Regions from separate parts of the Sus scrofa genome. Here all the other regions are linked to region 1. A link is a contact called in public HiChIP or PLAC-seq and promoter capture Hi-C data. All regions are on one chromosome and are shown on one strand. Each heading gives the region's core, a stretch centred on a gene start, on an enhancer-like site or on the middle of the called end of the contact. The rest is flanking DNA. Distances are from core to core; before and after follow the strand shown.

What was found. Promoter capture Hi-C pulls out the DNA fragments that hold promoters and counts their contacts. HiChIP or PLAC-seq counts read pairs in DNA pulled down with a chosen protein or histone mark.
Region 2: a contact with region 1 is called in an H3K27ac HiChIP or PLAC-seq map of alveolar macrophages. The contact joins the promoter of PRDX5 here to the promoter of OTUB1 in region 1. A contact is called at or near these places in 4 of 47 Hi-C or Micro-C datasets (embryonic fibroblasts, liver, omental adipose tissue and 1 more) and 1 of 2 datasets of contacts at active chromatin or transcription factors (alveolar macrophages).
Region 3: a contact with region 1 is called in a promoter capture Hi-C map of liver, with 2.6 times the contacts expected there. The contact joins the promoter of RTN3 here to the promoter of OTUB1 in region 1. A contact is called at or near these places in 2 of 5 promoter capture datasets (fetal liver and liver) and 1 of 47 Hi-C or Micro-C datasets (blood).

Annotation. Positions count from the first base shown.
Region 1 is chr2:8,093,080-8,098,176 of Sscrofa11.1, reverse strand. OTUB1 (OTU deubiquitinase, ubiquitin aldehyde binding 1) reads left to right here and starts at 2,622. Exons shown (of 7, transcript NM_001162403.1): 1 at 2,622-2,700; 2 at 4,544-4,605; 3 at 4,849-4,947. The coding sequence starts at 2,643.
Region 2 is chr2:7,798,911-7,804,007 of Sscrofa11.1, reverse strand. PRDX5 (peroxiredoxin 5) reads left to right here and starts at 2,053. Exons shown (of 6, transcript NM_214144.1): 1 at 2,053-2,238; 2 at 3,397-3,531; 3 at 4,562-4,693; 4 at 4,767-4,805; 5 at 4,935-4,996. The coding sequence starts at 2,224. TRMT112 (multifunctional methyltransferase subunit TRM112-like protein) reads right to left here and starts at 1,824. Exons shown (of 4, transcript XM_003122572.5): 1 at 1,252-1,824; 2 at 1,039-1,140; 3 at 819-908; 4 at 452-731. The coding sequence starts at 1,329. The coding sequence ends at 624. It also overlaps a transcript of ESRRA not described here.
Region 3 is chr2:8,351,931-8,357,027 of Sscrofa11.1, reverse strand. It overlaps RTN3 (reticulon-3), which reads left to right and starts at 2,108. Exons shown (of 11, transcript XM_021082903.1): 1 at 2,108-2,441. The coding sequence starts at 2,300.

The sequences.
Region 1 (5,097 bases), core at 1,373-3,872:
AGTTTCCCTGGTGGCCTGGTAGTTAAGGATCTGGTGTTGTCACTGCTGTGTCACAGGTTTGATCCCTGACCCAGGAACTTCTGCATGCTTTGGGTGTGGCCAAAACAAACTACAACCAAAATCCAAAAATGGTAAAAATACCAGGAGAGATGGAATGAGGGTAAGAAAACCATTATTAACCACCAACTTAATTGGCATGGAAAAGAGTGGGGCAGGGCGTTCCCATTGTGGCTCAGCAGAAATGAATCCGCCTAGTATCCACAAAGGTGTGGGTTTGATCTCTGGCCTCGCTCAGTGGGTTAAGGATCTGGCATTGCCGTGAGCTGTGGTGTAGGTCGCAGATGCGGCTCAGATCCCCGTTGCTGTGGCTGTGGTGTAGGCCGGTAGCTGTAGCTCTGATTAGACCCCTGGCCTGGGAACTTCCATATGCCACAGGTGCAGCCCTAAAAAGCAAAACCAAACCAAACCAAAAGAATGGGGCAAAAGTTGACCGTCCTGGGGCTGGATGAAGAGCCAAAGCTTCTCTCTGGCCATTTCCTTCCCATTCTGCCTGACAAGCGGGGAGTTGGGCAGCAGGTCGGGGGAGGGGGGCCTCATTTGCACTCCCTGTATACGCTGAGGGGGCAGGTCTGTTCCTCGAGCCCCAGACCCTTGTGTGGGAGGGAGGCATTCATTTGGTGTCGGCAGCCTTGCTGCAGTCCAGCCCTGGGCCACAACGGGGATTCCTTCTCTCTCTCCAGAACTGGACTCCCTACTCAAAACAAGGAGTGTGGGTAAGAGTGGAGTTGCCGTATAGCTATTTTCAAGATTTTTGTAAAAAGCCAAATAGAAATCATCTTTTCGTCATTAACTGTCTTAGCTTCTCCTTCGGCAATACAGGTGCTACTGACTGACAATCCGACTGGCGGTTACAGATTTCATTGTTAAAACTGGGAAAGGGAATGAGCAGTTTGATGGGCATGGGGTCCGAATGGTGGACCCTCGGCTTTCTTGAGTTTGGAGCAATCCCAAGGTTCAGTGACCCAATACATAGTAATTTGCAATGTTGCTGGACACAGACTTGGCATTCCTAGTGTTGCCCAGACAGCCTCTGTGGGCTGTGTGATGAGCCCAGGCACCAGCTGCCCCTGCTCCAGCGCTGGATGTAGCTCACGAAGACATTCAGCCACACTGTGCTCCCATGCTGTCAGGAACTGAGGGGTCTGACTGGGCTCAGGCACAGCCTCCTCAAGTGCTAACATATCACTATCATGTCACAAAAAGGCCCTCCATAGTGAAAAGTTGAGAAGCTGAGCCCCAGATTGTAACCTCATTAAATAACAGCATCTTTAGCACCCAAGGCCTTGCCACATTTTTTTGTTTTTCTTTTTAAGGTCACACCTGCGGCATATGGAAGTTCCCAGGCTAGGGGTTGAATCGGAGCTGCAGCTGCCGGCCTACGCCGCAGCCACAGCAATGAGGCGTTTGAATACAGCTGTGACCTACACTACAGCTTGCAGCAACGCCAGATCCTTAACCCACGGAACGAGGGCCAGGGATCGAACCTCACAGACACTATGTTGGGTTCTTAACCTGCTGAGCCACAATGCGGACTCCACATTTTATTTTTAGATAATTCACAGGCAATCTGAGTAGACACATAAAGATCCCGTCTACCCTGTCTACAGGTTACTCACTTCCCGCCACGGGTAGCGCTTTGCACCTGAAACTATAGTACCGCACATTCCAGGATATTCATATATAATCAAGAGAAAGAGCATTTCCATCTCCACAAGGAGGCTCTTCTGTTTCCTTTTCACCATCACACCCACTTCCCTTCTGCCCCCAACTCCTCCTTAAGCCCGGGCAATCACTAATCTGTTTTCCCTTCTTACCAACCCTTCTTTTTCTTTTCTTTTTCTTTTTTTTGGACTGTGCCCACAGCATTCAGAAGTTCCTGGGCCAGGGGTCGAACCCACTCCACAGCAGTGACCTAAGCCACAGAAGTGACAATGCCAGATCCTTAACCCCTAGGCCACCAGGGAGCTCCCTCAACTCCTTTCTTTAACAACCAAACAATCCCCCCCCAAATCTCTAATTTCCTCCTATTCATAAGGGCAGAGAGTCCAAAGTTAGGTCTTTGACCTCAAGGGACATGTTCTTTCTGCCAGAAGCAGGATACCAATGCCCGCTCAGAACTGAGGCTCAGGGAAGAGGGGCGGTAATGCCCAGGGCTCTGATGTTAACGCCAGGTGATCCTCATTGTAAGCGCCTGAAATGAGTTCTAGAGCCCGAAGCAGGAATGTTGCCTTCAGTGATTTTAATTTCATCTTCCTGCTTATCTCAATAACACAATCCGCGCTTCAAACTCCAGTGAAAAGAAAACTGAAGCGGCCCCAGGAGGCTCTTATCACTACCGGGCACATTGGGAGCCTGGGATGATGGAGCTGAGCAAGCTTGCGGGTGGAGGGTGGGCGGGGACTGCCTGGCTTTCGCTCGGCTTCCACCGCAGCCCGAGGGACTGGGAGCCCCTCAGGTGGCAACGCCTAAGGGGATCCTGTTGCTAGGGGCGTTACTAAGGAGGTGCCACAAGGAGGGGCTCTCTTCCGGGAGGAGGGCGACTGGTAACCCGGAAGTGGTCGGCAGTGCGGCGCTGTTTAAAGATGGCGGCGGAGGAACCTCAGCAGCAGAAGCAGGAGCCGCTGGGCAGCGACTCTGAAGGTACCCACCCGGGGAGGGCTGTCCGGCCTAGGCCAGCGGGGGCGATGCCGGGTCACCGGCTCACGAGGAGGCCAAGGGCGGAGCGGCCAGCTTCGAAGCGCGCTTATGGCCCCTTCCTCCTCCACCTCCTCCGCCGCCGCCGCCGCCTCCTCCCCTCCCCCTCACAATGGAAGGAGCGGTCGCCGCGACCCCCGGCCGGGCGGGCGGCGTGCGAGAGAGCAGTGCTAGCCCGGGCCCCCGGCTCTTCCCCATTGCGCGTTCCCGGGGCGGAGCCTGGGCCGCGCCCGCCCCCCACCCAGCCCCCTCTCCGCCGGGCGCCTGGCCCTGGGGTCCCCAGCCGTCCAGCCCTGGTCCTTGCAGTCAGGCCCAGGCCTAGTCTGGGCCCGGCCGCCTGCCTTCTCCAGACCAACCCAAGCCCGGGAGGGCGTCGAATTACACCGGGCTGCGGAGCACAAAGGGCTGGGCAGGCCGCCGGGGATGCTGCGGGCGCCCTGGGGTCTTGAGCGGCCGCCGGTGTGTGCCCCTGAGGGCAGCAGCCTTCATTTTCGGTAGAGCCCCTTCTTCTGCCTTTGCAGCCCCTTTCCGCCTGACTAGGCGTTGTATCCTTAGACTCCTGAAGAGCTGGTCCTTTTAAATGGTCCACTCTCTTCTTTTTCACCCCAAGATAGACTCTGGGGCCTGAGTAGGTCCTCAGGGTGAGAGGGACATTCCTGTTGCAGGGCAGTGTAGGCGATGGGTCGAGGCCCAGCCGAGGATCCAGGATGCTCAAAGTTAAAAGTATTGGCCTTAAAAATCATTCAGGACACACCTCCTGTTCTAACTGCACACTTGAAGGACTGAACTTTGGGAGACCCGTCCCACTAGAAGGGACTTGTTTGTAACCACATAAGTTAAGAAAGAGCTGGGGCCAGGATTCAGGTCCCTTGGCTTCTCCCCAGTGGCTGCTCAGAGTGGGGCCCACAGGGTGGACCTGCTCAACTCACGGATGAGCACTTAACAGTGTGCCTCTAAGGAACCACCTCCTCAGGACATCTCGCTGAGGGGATGGTGGTGGTATCAGTCCCTGCTTCCAGCCGAGGACAGGCCTCTGCACTCAGGTGGCCCCGGGGGAGTAATTGTGAAGAGCTCAAACTTTGAAATGAGACACACCTGGATTTGACCACAGGTCTTTCTGGTTGTGACCTTGGGGGGGTTACGTCACCTGTCTGCATTTGTTATCTAAAATGGGCGTATGCAGGATGGAGAGTTGTTGTAGCACAGTGGGTTAATGATCTGGCTTGTCTCTGGAAGCGCCAATTGGATCCCTGGCGGGGCGTGTGGGTTAAGGATCTGGTGTTGCCACAGCTGCGGCTTGGATTCCATCCTTGCCCCAAGAACTTCCATATGCTGTGGGTGTGGCCAAAAGAGAATGAAAGAAAAAAAAAGTCCCCAGGATGGCAGGAGGAGGAGGAGGGGTGTGATTGGGTAGAGTGCAGACTCACAGGAAGCTCCCATCCGGCCCAGGACTCTGCTGCCTCATCTTTCTTTCCCCAAGAGACCCCGCCTGGCTCCAGGGCCTCCCCAGGCTGCTGGGAAGTGCTGTTAGAAAGCAAGGGGAAAGGGGGGTTGTTAGAGCCAGAAGAGTGGTCACCTTTGCCCCCTCATTTTAAGGATGAGAAAACGAAGGCCCAGGAAAGGAAAGGACTTGCCAAGATCACACAGTTGGGGTGGGGCAGGGTTTGACACGTGCCTCCACATTCCAGGTCTGCTCTCCTGGCCTGGGCTGCTCCTGTCCTCGACACAGCTGCCCACAGTGGGGCTAACCAGGGCCCCTTGTAAACCTTGGCTTTCTTCCTTATTCCAGGTGTTAACTGTCTTGCCTATGATGAAGCCATCATGGCTCAGCAGGACCGAATTCAGCAAGAGGTGAGGGGCTGTGGCCAGCGGCCCTACTCTGGGGATGCAGGAGCTGGGCCTGCGGCCTGTTGTTTCTCTCTATTTTGGAAGTCCCCTCCTCTCCAAGCTGTTCTGGGTACGGAACGCCTGTAGGGGAGAGGGTCACTGCTACTGAGTGACTGGCCCAGCACCGTCATTCAGGTGTTCTCGCTGCTGGGTGTGGGTCATTGCATTCACCTGTCAGAGCATCTGATGGATTTCCTGCCCCTGCAGATTGCTGTGCAGAACCCTCTGGTCTCGGAGCGACTGGAGCTCTCCGTCCTGTACAAAGAGTATGCCGAGGACGACAACATCTATCAACAGAAGATCAAGGTGGGAGCCTGGCCAAGGGGGCAGGAAGAGCCCTTGGGTAGAGGCAGGGGCAGGAGCATGCCTGCTTGAGACCTGCTCCTCGCTGGGCCTGGCCTCAGAGAGGGCAGGATGTTGGGGGGGCCCTCTGGTCACTGGTTCGTCAATGTTCAG
Region 2 (5,097 bases), core at 804-3,303, 290 kb after region 1:
TGTGTGTGTGGTGGGGGGGGAGCAGACGCCTGATCTCAGGGAGGGAAGGGAGTGGAGGCCACAGTCTCCCAGTGGGTGAAGCTTTTGCTGCTGCTTATTCCGACTTCCTCTCCAGACCAGAGGGGGATTTGGAGAGCAAAGGCCCCTGCTCTCTTCGCTCTTCTCCTCATCATTTGCATTGGGCATTACTGCCCCCTCCCCTTGAAGCAATAACTCCAAGCAGGCTCCAGCCCCTGGACCCCTGAGGTGGCCAGGGCCCCCCCATCAGCTCCCACCCAGCCTCCTCAGGGGGTAGGGAGAGCACTGCCTCTATGCCCTGCAGAGCAATAACACTATATTTATTTTTGGGTTTGGCCAGGGAGGCGCAGGGACATGGGGCAAGCCAGGGCCCAGAGCCCTTGGCTGTACAGAGACTCTATTTTAATGTATATTTGCTGCAAAGAGAAACCGCTTTTGGTTTTGAACCTTTAATGAGAAAAAAGAATATAATATCGAGCTCAATAACACTGTGTTTGGTGTGTCACTGGGCCCGGGGTCGGGGATACAAAGGAACTAGCAAACAAGACTTATGTACACAAAAACACACACGGTCACAGAATGACAAACTGGTGCCCGGCACCGTTTTAGGTCTTGGTTTCCTCATCCGTCAGCAGCATATTGGGGATCCCACGGCTGATGGGAAATAAACGTCCAGACTCTGGGCACTGCAGGGTGCCCTCCAACACATCCACCTGCAGGAAAAGGGTTACAAAGCTGAGCACTGGCAGCCTCCAGGTGTGAGTACAGGGCTGCAAAGCAAGTGACAGGCAGGTTCTCACCTCCAGCAACACGTGGTGCATCTTCCTCAGGAATGTCTCATCGTGCTCGTATCCCTGAATCGGCTCTTTGGGCACCTCGACCAGATGCAACTGTGGGCAAGACGCCTAAATCATCTCTGGGGATCCCCGACCCTCGCCCCGAGGCCAGGCTCCTTGGCCTGGTGTACAGGGCTGCAGGGACACCACCCCCGAGGACGTGCAGGGGAGGGAGGGTCCTCACGGTGTCGGCCGCCTCCAGAAGCGCCGCCCACTCTACTTTGGGTATCATACGCGCCACGAAGTCCGGGTTGAACTCGACGGGGTTGATGCGGACCTCGGTGGCCTGCGGGGCGGAGAGACTTTAGTCAGACAAAGCCCGGATCCTGGTTTTCCTAGTCGCCCCCCACCCCGCGCCCGGGAGAGGGGGCCTGAGGTCGCCCCCGACAGCGGGTACCTGGAGACGCAGTGGGAAGCCACGGGTCCCCACCCCCCGCACATGCGAGCTCAGCAAGTTGTGGGTGAGCAGCTTCATGTCGCCACAACGCGCTCTCGCCAAGCCCGAGCCGGAAAGAGCCCGGATCCCGCTGGCGTCACTTCCCGGCCGCTCCGCTCTAGCCTATCGGACATGTGGGAGGAGCGGAAACAGCGAACTTGCTGGAACTTCTTGCGCTCGCGGGAGAAGAGGTGGGATGGGATCACGCGCGGCTCCCGGAAGCATCTCAGCAGGAGCTTGCTATGACGCAGGCCCAGTGGTTTTGGCTGACAGACCTCCAATTGCTACAAATCGTGTACAATGCAAATTACGTGTAAAACAGCGGGGATGCAGGAGTCTTCGTTGAATGCAAAATAAAAATGTTTTACTCGCATACAGGCGCCTGACACCACCGTTTCTCTCCCCTCGCCACCTCGTCCTCGCTTTCGGTGAAGGAACGGAAATACCGCCCCAATTTGTAACTTCTGCCCATCAGAACAGGCACCCTATCCTTGAAGGAAAATAAGCTGCGGGGCAGCGGAAGGCTCCGCCTACAGGAAGGTGCGCCATTGATCCCGTCCCTACATCAAATCCGCCGAGATCGCCGAAAGTTCCGCCCCTGCGCGCGCCGCCCGCGCCTGCGCAGTGGCGGCGCCTCGCCGGCCACCTGGGGCGTCCAAGCCCCGCCCCTTGCCCCGCCTTTCGCCGGGTTACGTAGCCCGTTGGGCAGGCCTCCGACTCAGCCTCTAGGTGGGGGTGGAGCCGTTGGGGCTTCCAGGCTCCGCAGGCTGTTGGTGCGGCTGCGCCTTCTGCGCAGCCCGGCAGGTTTGGTGGGCTCCCGGGCGACTGCCGTTGAGTGTGCAGCAGTGGCAGCGGCGGGAGCCGAGGGTGCCTGGAAGGAGACCTCGAGTGGACGCTTGGCAGGGTCCGAGATTTGAGAAGCGCGGTGTAGCCATGGCCCCGATCAAGGTGACTGCTGGACCAGCCAGTCCTGACCCCCGACCCATCTTCGTCCTCCCCACCTCCCCCGCCTGTTTCTCCAAGGCCCTTCGTCCCCCTTGTCTCGGAGAGAGACACCCTCTTTCTTGCTCTCCGGCCCCAACCCGCCGCCCTAGAGGTACCTCACGCCTGTCTGTCCCTCTCATCTCTTCAACAGACCCTGTGGCTGCAACATTTTCGCCAGTTTTACCGGCCTCGGGTCCCTACCCCCCATCACCTGGGACAGTCCCCATGGTCCAGGGCCTTCCCCTCGTCTTCCGTTCCCCGTTCACTCCATGGGTCTCCACCAGTTTCAGGAGATTGAGTATGGCTTCCCCCACCATATGGAACCATCTCCTTTGCCCTTTCCAGCCCCCATAGGTGCCCTCCCCTATACCCTCCCTCTGGCTCTGTCGTGCTGTTGGATATCCCACTCTTCTGCCAAGTTTAATCTCCTGGGACCATTCCCAGCTCCTTGGGACTCCCCCTGCCCCACCGTCTTCTGAGACCCCCTCCTCCTTTTGCTTCATCCTCCAGCTAACTGCTGCGTTTCTCCGAGGCTCTCCCCTCACCCCCGAATCTCCTCCGGTTTGTCTACCTCCTCTGGCCCCATGAATCCCACACACACTCCCAGGTCCACTGATTCTTCCCCCCTTCCAGAGATTCCTTTGCTCATTCTCTACCTTCTGGTTATAGGGACCTGCATCCCTCCTCCCAAACCCTCCCACCTTCTTCTGCTGTCCTACCTTTTTCTCTTCTTGGGGTGGGACCTTCAGACATGGCCAGTGTCCCTTCCCTCTGGGTCCCTTAGGGCCTCTTCCTCCTGCCCATTTATCCCACTCCTTTCCTGTAAGTTCGCTTGTTTACTCAACCTCTTGCGACACCCAGGGGGGCCTTCTCCCACTTCTTCTGTTGTCACCAACTGGCCCTTAAGAGGAATCGGGCCACCTTGAAACCTGAAGGGTGTGGGATAACCAGGTGGCGGCTGGGGAGGCATCTCTGAAGCTCTGACAGGGTTGGACTTTGCCGCTGGGTGTCTTCCCCTGACTGGGCAGGGCTACTAGGCCCTCTGTGCTGCCCCCCGCCCCCACCACCGTGCCCTTGGCCTCCCTCGCACCCACCCCCTTACCTGGCTGTCATTGCCTCTAGGTGGGAGATGCCATCCCATCGGTGGTGGTGTTTGAAGGGGAGCCTGAGAAAAAGGTGAACCTGGCAGAGCTGTTCAAGGGCAAGAAGGGGGTGCTGTTTGGAGTCCCTGGGGCCTTTACTCCTGGCTGTTCCAAGGTGAGACTCCCCCTTCTGGGGCTCAGACCTGGTGTATGTGGAGGTTGTTCACTAACCTCCATGTAGTCCCGGGGCAGCTTGTATCCAGAGGGTGTAGATGATGCGGTAGTTAAGAGAGCATACGAGGTTTTTATTTTATTTTATTTTATTTTATTTTTTGTCTTTTGTTTTTTGTCCTTTGAGGGCCCCACCAGCAGCATATGGAGGTTCCCGGGCTAGGGGTCTAGTTGGAGCTGTAGCCGCTGGCCTATACCACAGCCACGGCAACGCCAGATCCAAGCTGTGTCTGCGACCTATACCACAGCTCACGGCAACACTGGATGCTTAACCCACTGAGCAAGGCCAGGGGATCGAACCCGCAACCTCATGGTTCCTAGTCAGATTCATTAACCACTGAGCCACGACGGGAACTCCTATTTTATTTTTATTTTTTTGTCTTTTGTCTTTCGGGGGCCTCACCCATGGCATATGGAGGTTCCCAGGCTAGGGGTCTAATTGGAGCTCTAGCTGCCGGCCTACGCCACAGCCACAGCAATGCCAGATCTGAGCTGTGTCTGTGACCTACACCACAGCTCACGGCAACACTGGATCCTTAACCCCTGAGCAAGGCCGGGAATTGAACCCACAACCTCATGGTTCCTAGTTGGATTTGTTTCCGCTGTGCCACAGTGGGAACTCCGAGAGCATATGAGGTTTTTAAAAAATAAGTTGGGGCTGTGAACCGGTATCAGGAATGTAGGGGAAAAGGGTGATGCATTGAAATCCAGCACCTCTCATTGATCTTACTGGGTGACAGGCACTCTGGAAGGGACTTGGGACTTGGGTAAATGAGACTTAGCCCATGGGAGGGAGGTTTGCGGTCCTGGCCAAGGAATGCTCAAGTTTGGATCTGAGCTTCCTAGTGGCCAAGACAAAAAAGAAAGTGTGGCTTACACAGTTCTCCTTGTCTGATCAAAGCTGTTGAGAGAGGAAAGTTGAGAGGGTCTGGAGATGAGTTATCCCTCTGCTGACCCATTTTTCCCTTCCCCAGACCCACCTTCCAGGGTTTGTGGAGCAGGCCGAAGCACTGAAGGCCAAGGGGATCCAAGTGGTGGCGTGTCTGAGTGTTAATGACGTCTTTGTCACTGAAATGTGGGGACGAGCCCACAACACGGAAGGCAAGGTGAGTTGTGGGTCCTGCAGGGGATCAGGGGCCAAGTGGGAGATTTTTCTCGTGACCTTTACCTTCTCCTTAGGTTCGGCTCCTGGCTGATCCCACTGGGGCCTTTGGGAAGGTGAGTGCGCCGTGTCCCCGGCCCCTCAGCCTCCATCTTGGAAGCAAGGACTTGGAGGGATGTGGCCAATGTAGGGAGCAGCCAAGGGGGTTCAGGGGTCCCTGACCTCTCCTCCGCCTCTCCTTTCAGGAGACAGATTTATTACTAGATGATTCCTTGGTGTCTCTCTTTGGGAATCGACGGCTCAAGAGGTAAAAATAAGAGGGTCCCCCGTGGGATGCCCCTGCCACCCCGCCCATGTCCCTTCCCAGCCCCCAGGCCCAGGTTGCTGCACCTGGCCCAGCCTTTCTTT
Region 3 (5,097 bases), core at 859-3,358, 260 kb before region 1:
CAGATCCAAGTCTCGTCTTCAACCTACACCACAGCTCACGGCAATGCCAGATCCTTAACCCACTGCATGAGGCCAGGGATCGAACCTTCGTCCTCATGGATACTAGTCAGATTTGTTTACGCCAAAACACGACAGGAACTCCCCTCCCTCTACTCTTAGATCCGTACAATTCACTCGTCATCTAATCATAGCATATAGTTTTGTGTTGTTGGTTATTTTTGGTTGCTATTTAGTCTGTATTTTTTTTAACTTTATATATGTTCCAAGCCCCAACAGAGTAGTGTCATACACACAGCAGGTGACCAGCAAACATTTGTGGAACAAACATGTATACAAATAACATTCCAAGCAAGAGTCAGTCTCAGGGAAATTGACTGGTACAGCAAAAAGGAGCAGGAAGGAAAGGCAGCTTCAGGAACTGGACCTAGCACAAAGACCTTTTATGTAAAAAATCTGAAGGGTCTGAAGATCTGAAGAGACCACCAAGACCACATCCATGTCTTGACTTTTATCCTCTTTTCTCTGTGTCTAGATATGGAAACAGACTTCCTTTCTAGCCAGGATCTGCAGATCCTAGCAATTGCTGTTGGGGTAGGGATGAGCATCATTCATTTCCTTATCCAGTCCTTAATAATGTAAATTTTTTAAATGTATGCATTTATCAGAATGGGTAAATAACTGGCTTGGTTATCAGATTGGCTTGTATTTCTCTTTGTCATCTAGAGGACAGAATGCTGCATTATCAACTGATGCTGTAAGTGCCAGAGTAAGATATTTGCCATGAAGTTATTTTGGGAAATATTCTTCTGTGCCTTTTTTAGAGTGTTTCAAAAGCCAGGAGTTTTTTTTCCTGTCTGGGCTTTACCTGACCTTAAAACCTGTCAAGGGCAGATGTAGTCCACTGCCTGTTCTAGAAGATTTCCACTGGTCAGATCCCTTTTCCTCTGTGAGACTGCTTGGCTGACTACCTCCGCCTTCATGAGGTTGCATCTTTACAGGATCTGCTGATCCTGCAATTGCCGAATCAGGTCATCGATTGCTGCCTTAGCAATAACAAGGCCTATAGCCTTGCTTTTTATTACTTCCAGTCTACTTTCCCCCTTTTAAAAGAATAGTGCACATTTCAAATCGTTTGACCAGGTATATGGAGACTTTTGCAAGCCAATGGAAGAGAAGCCAAAAAATGAACAAAATCCAGCATAAGCTAGATATCCGCTTTCAAATACAGTTTCTGTTAAGGACGCCTTTTAGGCTACGAATAAAATTGAATTATGTGTCTTTTGGGCCACGTTCTCAATTTTTACTACGTCATTTTTCATTTTACCATCCCCCATAACCAGAGCCGGGATGTTATCTCCTGGCTCTTTTTTTCTCATTAGCTCAGCTCTTTTTCAATCAGAACATGTCTTCTCTACCTGTTAGTCTATTAAGAGAAACGGACAACCTTAGGACCCAAGGTGGACCCCTCTTTTTAAGGCGATAAGAATTTGAAGCAGGTTCTGCAGCTGCAATGCAATGTGACTGGAATGAGTAATAGTTTTTCATTCTGTGCAGCGTCTTTCTCCAACTGCCAAATGGGAGATCGTGTCATGGCTGCCTCATGGTGATGAGGTATTATGACACATCCAGAAAAATTCAGAAAGCACCTTGCAGAATGGGCCCTCACTGTGGTTTTCACTTTATTAGAGTCACGGGGGTGGGGGTGGGGAAGCATCAGACAAAAGACTTGGGCTCTAGAATTTGCAGGAAAAATATTCTCCACTAATGGAAGCAAAAATAAATTTCTACCGTTAAAACACGTAATCAGTTTACTCAACGCATTCACATAAAAAGCCGCGAAGCTCTAAACCGCAGGCCCCCCTCCCACTTTGCCCGCAGTGGTGGGCGGGGCTTGTTGCTTGGCCACGCCCCTTGCGCCCGGTCCCTGAGGGGCGCGGCCCACCCCGGCCTCCGGCCTCAACGCCGCGCCGGGCGGGTTTTGCCCCTCCTTCTCAGCAGGAGCTTAGCGGAGGGGACAGGGCGGGGGGGGGGGGAACTGTTCTTGCGCCTGCGCCTTGCGTCGCTGGGTGCCTCAAGGCGACCGCCGCCCGCCCGAGGGTCCTTTGTGCGCCTGCGCGCTCGCGCTCCCGCCCTCTCGCGGCGCTGGGCTTAGTCAGTCAGTCTGTCGGAGTCTGTCCTCGGAGCAGGAGGGGCGAAGCGACTTCGGAGAGCTAGCTGCCGGACTCGATTATTCTCTTTCCCCTCCTCTCTCCCGTCCCACAGCTCTCTTCACCCCTCTCCCTCCCTTGCTCGCGCAGCCATGGCGGAGCTGTCGGCGGCCACTCAGTCCCCGTCCGTCTCGTCGTCCTCCGGGGCCGAGTCCTCTGCGCCCGGTGGCGGCGGTGGGAGCCCGGGAGCCTGCCCCGCCCTGGGGGCGAAGAGCTGCGGCTCCTCCTGTGCGGGTGAGGCGCGCCGTGGGGGGACCTTAAGCTTGGGGGGGGGTCCTGGGGGGTGAGGCCGGCGAGTCACCCTTGCCTACGGGGGCCTTAGCCCCCAGGAACGAGCGTCTGGAAAATGGGCTAAGGGGAGGGCGTGTAAGGTGGTGCTGGTGGTGAGGAAATAACGGCGTGTGAGGAAAACAGGTTGGGGGAGGGGATGTTCTAGAGAGTGGGCGTTAACGCCAAGACGGTGCAGGTGGGGAAGGACATTAGTGCGGGCGAGCCGTCCACTGAACCGGGGTGATTTAGTGGAGCATTAGCGAGATTGAGAGGATTGGGGCAGGTTGGTGGTCGAAGAGATGATTCGTTAACGATTTCGAGGGGATGGCGGTGAAAGGGTTGCATTGCAGGCACGCAGGCAGGTGTTGACATAATCAGACATGCATGGTAGTCTTCCAAAAAAAATGTTTTTTTTTTGGTTGCCCGTGGGGAGGATGAGGAAGTTTCATGGAAACACGCTACAGTGTTTTCTATACTGTTTTCATCTTCCTTAGATTTTTTGCGGCCAGACTCTAAATGCCTGATTTTTCTGAGGCTGCGGGGTAGAGGGAGGCGTGATGAGAATATCTCAGGGAAGATTTGGGAGGGAGCCGCTGATGGTCCAAGATGGATCCGTGGCTGCATCTGCAACACAGCCTGCTCTTCACTGGCGCGGCGTGGGGGTGGGGACATGTAATTAGCTTCTTATATTCTAGACGGGAATAGAGTCATTTCAAGCTATCAACCTGTTTTAACTTCATGCTTTCCGTTGGCTGTTAATGATCGAAATATAACAAAAGGGGGGGGTTACCGCAGAAAGAGGGGAGGGAGAGAAGATTCAGACAAAGCAGGGTCTGGTTGAACCCCCTTCTCCTCCCATCACTGTGAAAGACTAGGAGGGAAGCTGCAGGCCGCTTTTAGTTTCCATTGTATACGCGTCTGCCTGCTGGTGGGAGCTGGCTGGCAAGCTCCCCTCGTGCAGAGATCTGCAGTGCAGATGCCTTCCTGAAAAAAAAAAAAAAAAATGCACCATGAGCAGGTGGTGGTGGTTCTTAAAGGAACTCAGTCTTCGAAGAAAAAAAAAAGCCTTTTGTTAAAGGAAGGGCCATAAGCTCAGGAGAGTACAGATAATTTTGCTCTTTATTTAGTCACCTTAAAGGATTTGGAGAGGTTTCTAAATACTTCATTGTCTCTTTTGGCAGAATCTTGGGTTGATTGTTCTAAAGGACAGAATTGATCTGAGTTTTAAAAATATTCTCTATGTGAATTTTCAACAGTGGATTTCCACATAAGAGCTTTGGTACCCATTTGGATTTTCCAGTGTGCTTATGGCCGTTTCAGTAGAACCCTATCAGAGGAAGCTTCTGTAATGTCAAGATTAGCTGTCCAGATAAAGGAATGAGGCAGCAAATTTAGAACCCTTGTCCCCTTTAAACCACCACTGTTTCTTCAAATTTTTGTGTTCTGGGAAAAGATCCAGATGAACAGCAGCTTTCCTATATACTTAGCAACTTGGTGTTTTGGCTTTAATCACTTGTCATGGCTTACTTACTGTTCACTTGGGCATACCTCTTGATTTTAAATTTTTGATTCACTTGAGAAATAAATCTGATACTCTACCTTAAACTCTTATCCATTGCAAATATGTATTAATATTGTCTAAAAATCGTTAACAGTGGATTCAATGCAAGATCCTTATTTGTCAGGTCACGAATTGAAAAGTTTAGCTTAAGACACTGCAGTGTATAGTCATCGTTTCATTGCAGAACTCTTCCTCCTTGCAGAATGTTTTTCCCATCTCTCAGAGGAAATGTCTCAGGCTTCTGCACCATGAAAATAAGATGAAATTTGTTATTCCAAAATTTGATTAGTTGAAAAAGGATTCTTAAAAAATCTACCTTGATTGTTTAAAAAAATGTAGAAGTGTTGACGATAACCTTCAGCTTTACTTTCTTTCACCAAGCTTGTCTTGGTTTTAGAGACTTCCCAAAATTAAAAAAGGAAGTGTAAGTGGTCACTTGGTGCCTGCAGGAAACACTTGTGTCCTGACTGACTTGTCCAGTAACAAATTTTAGATATTTAATTCCTGTCCAAAGGTAGATAGTCAGTGATAACATTCTCTGGTCCATTGACTCAAGTGTTAGTGCAGCCGGTAGTAATTATGCTTGGAGAAGGTCAGGGGCCAAGATTGGCTTCCCAGACTTCTGCCTTTGAAGGAAAGCAAAGATTTCAAAGGCAGAAATCTGAGGTTGAGGTGAAAGATAATTTAAATAATTAGAGTTCTTTTCAGGATGAGAGTCACTGTATTAGACATCAAGTATAGATAAATGTCTATTGTCTGAACTTTAAAAGTGCTTTAATAGTTTGTTATCTATAGCCTTTGAAATTCTATAACTTGCAAGAGACTTCTTTATTTTTTAATTTTTATTATTTTTGTCTTTTTTTTTTTGCCATTTCTTGGGCTGCTCCCGTGACATGTGGAGGTTCCCAGGCCAGGAGTCCAATCAGAGCTGTAGCCACCAGCCTACGCCAGAGCCACAGCAACGTGGGGATCCGAGCCGTGTCTGCAACCTACACCACAGGTCATGGCAACGCCGGATACTCAATCCACTGAGCAAGGTCAGGGATTGAACCCGAAATC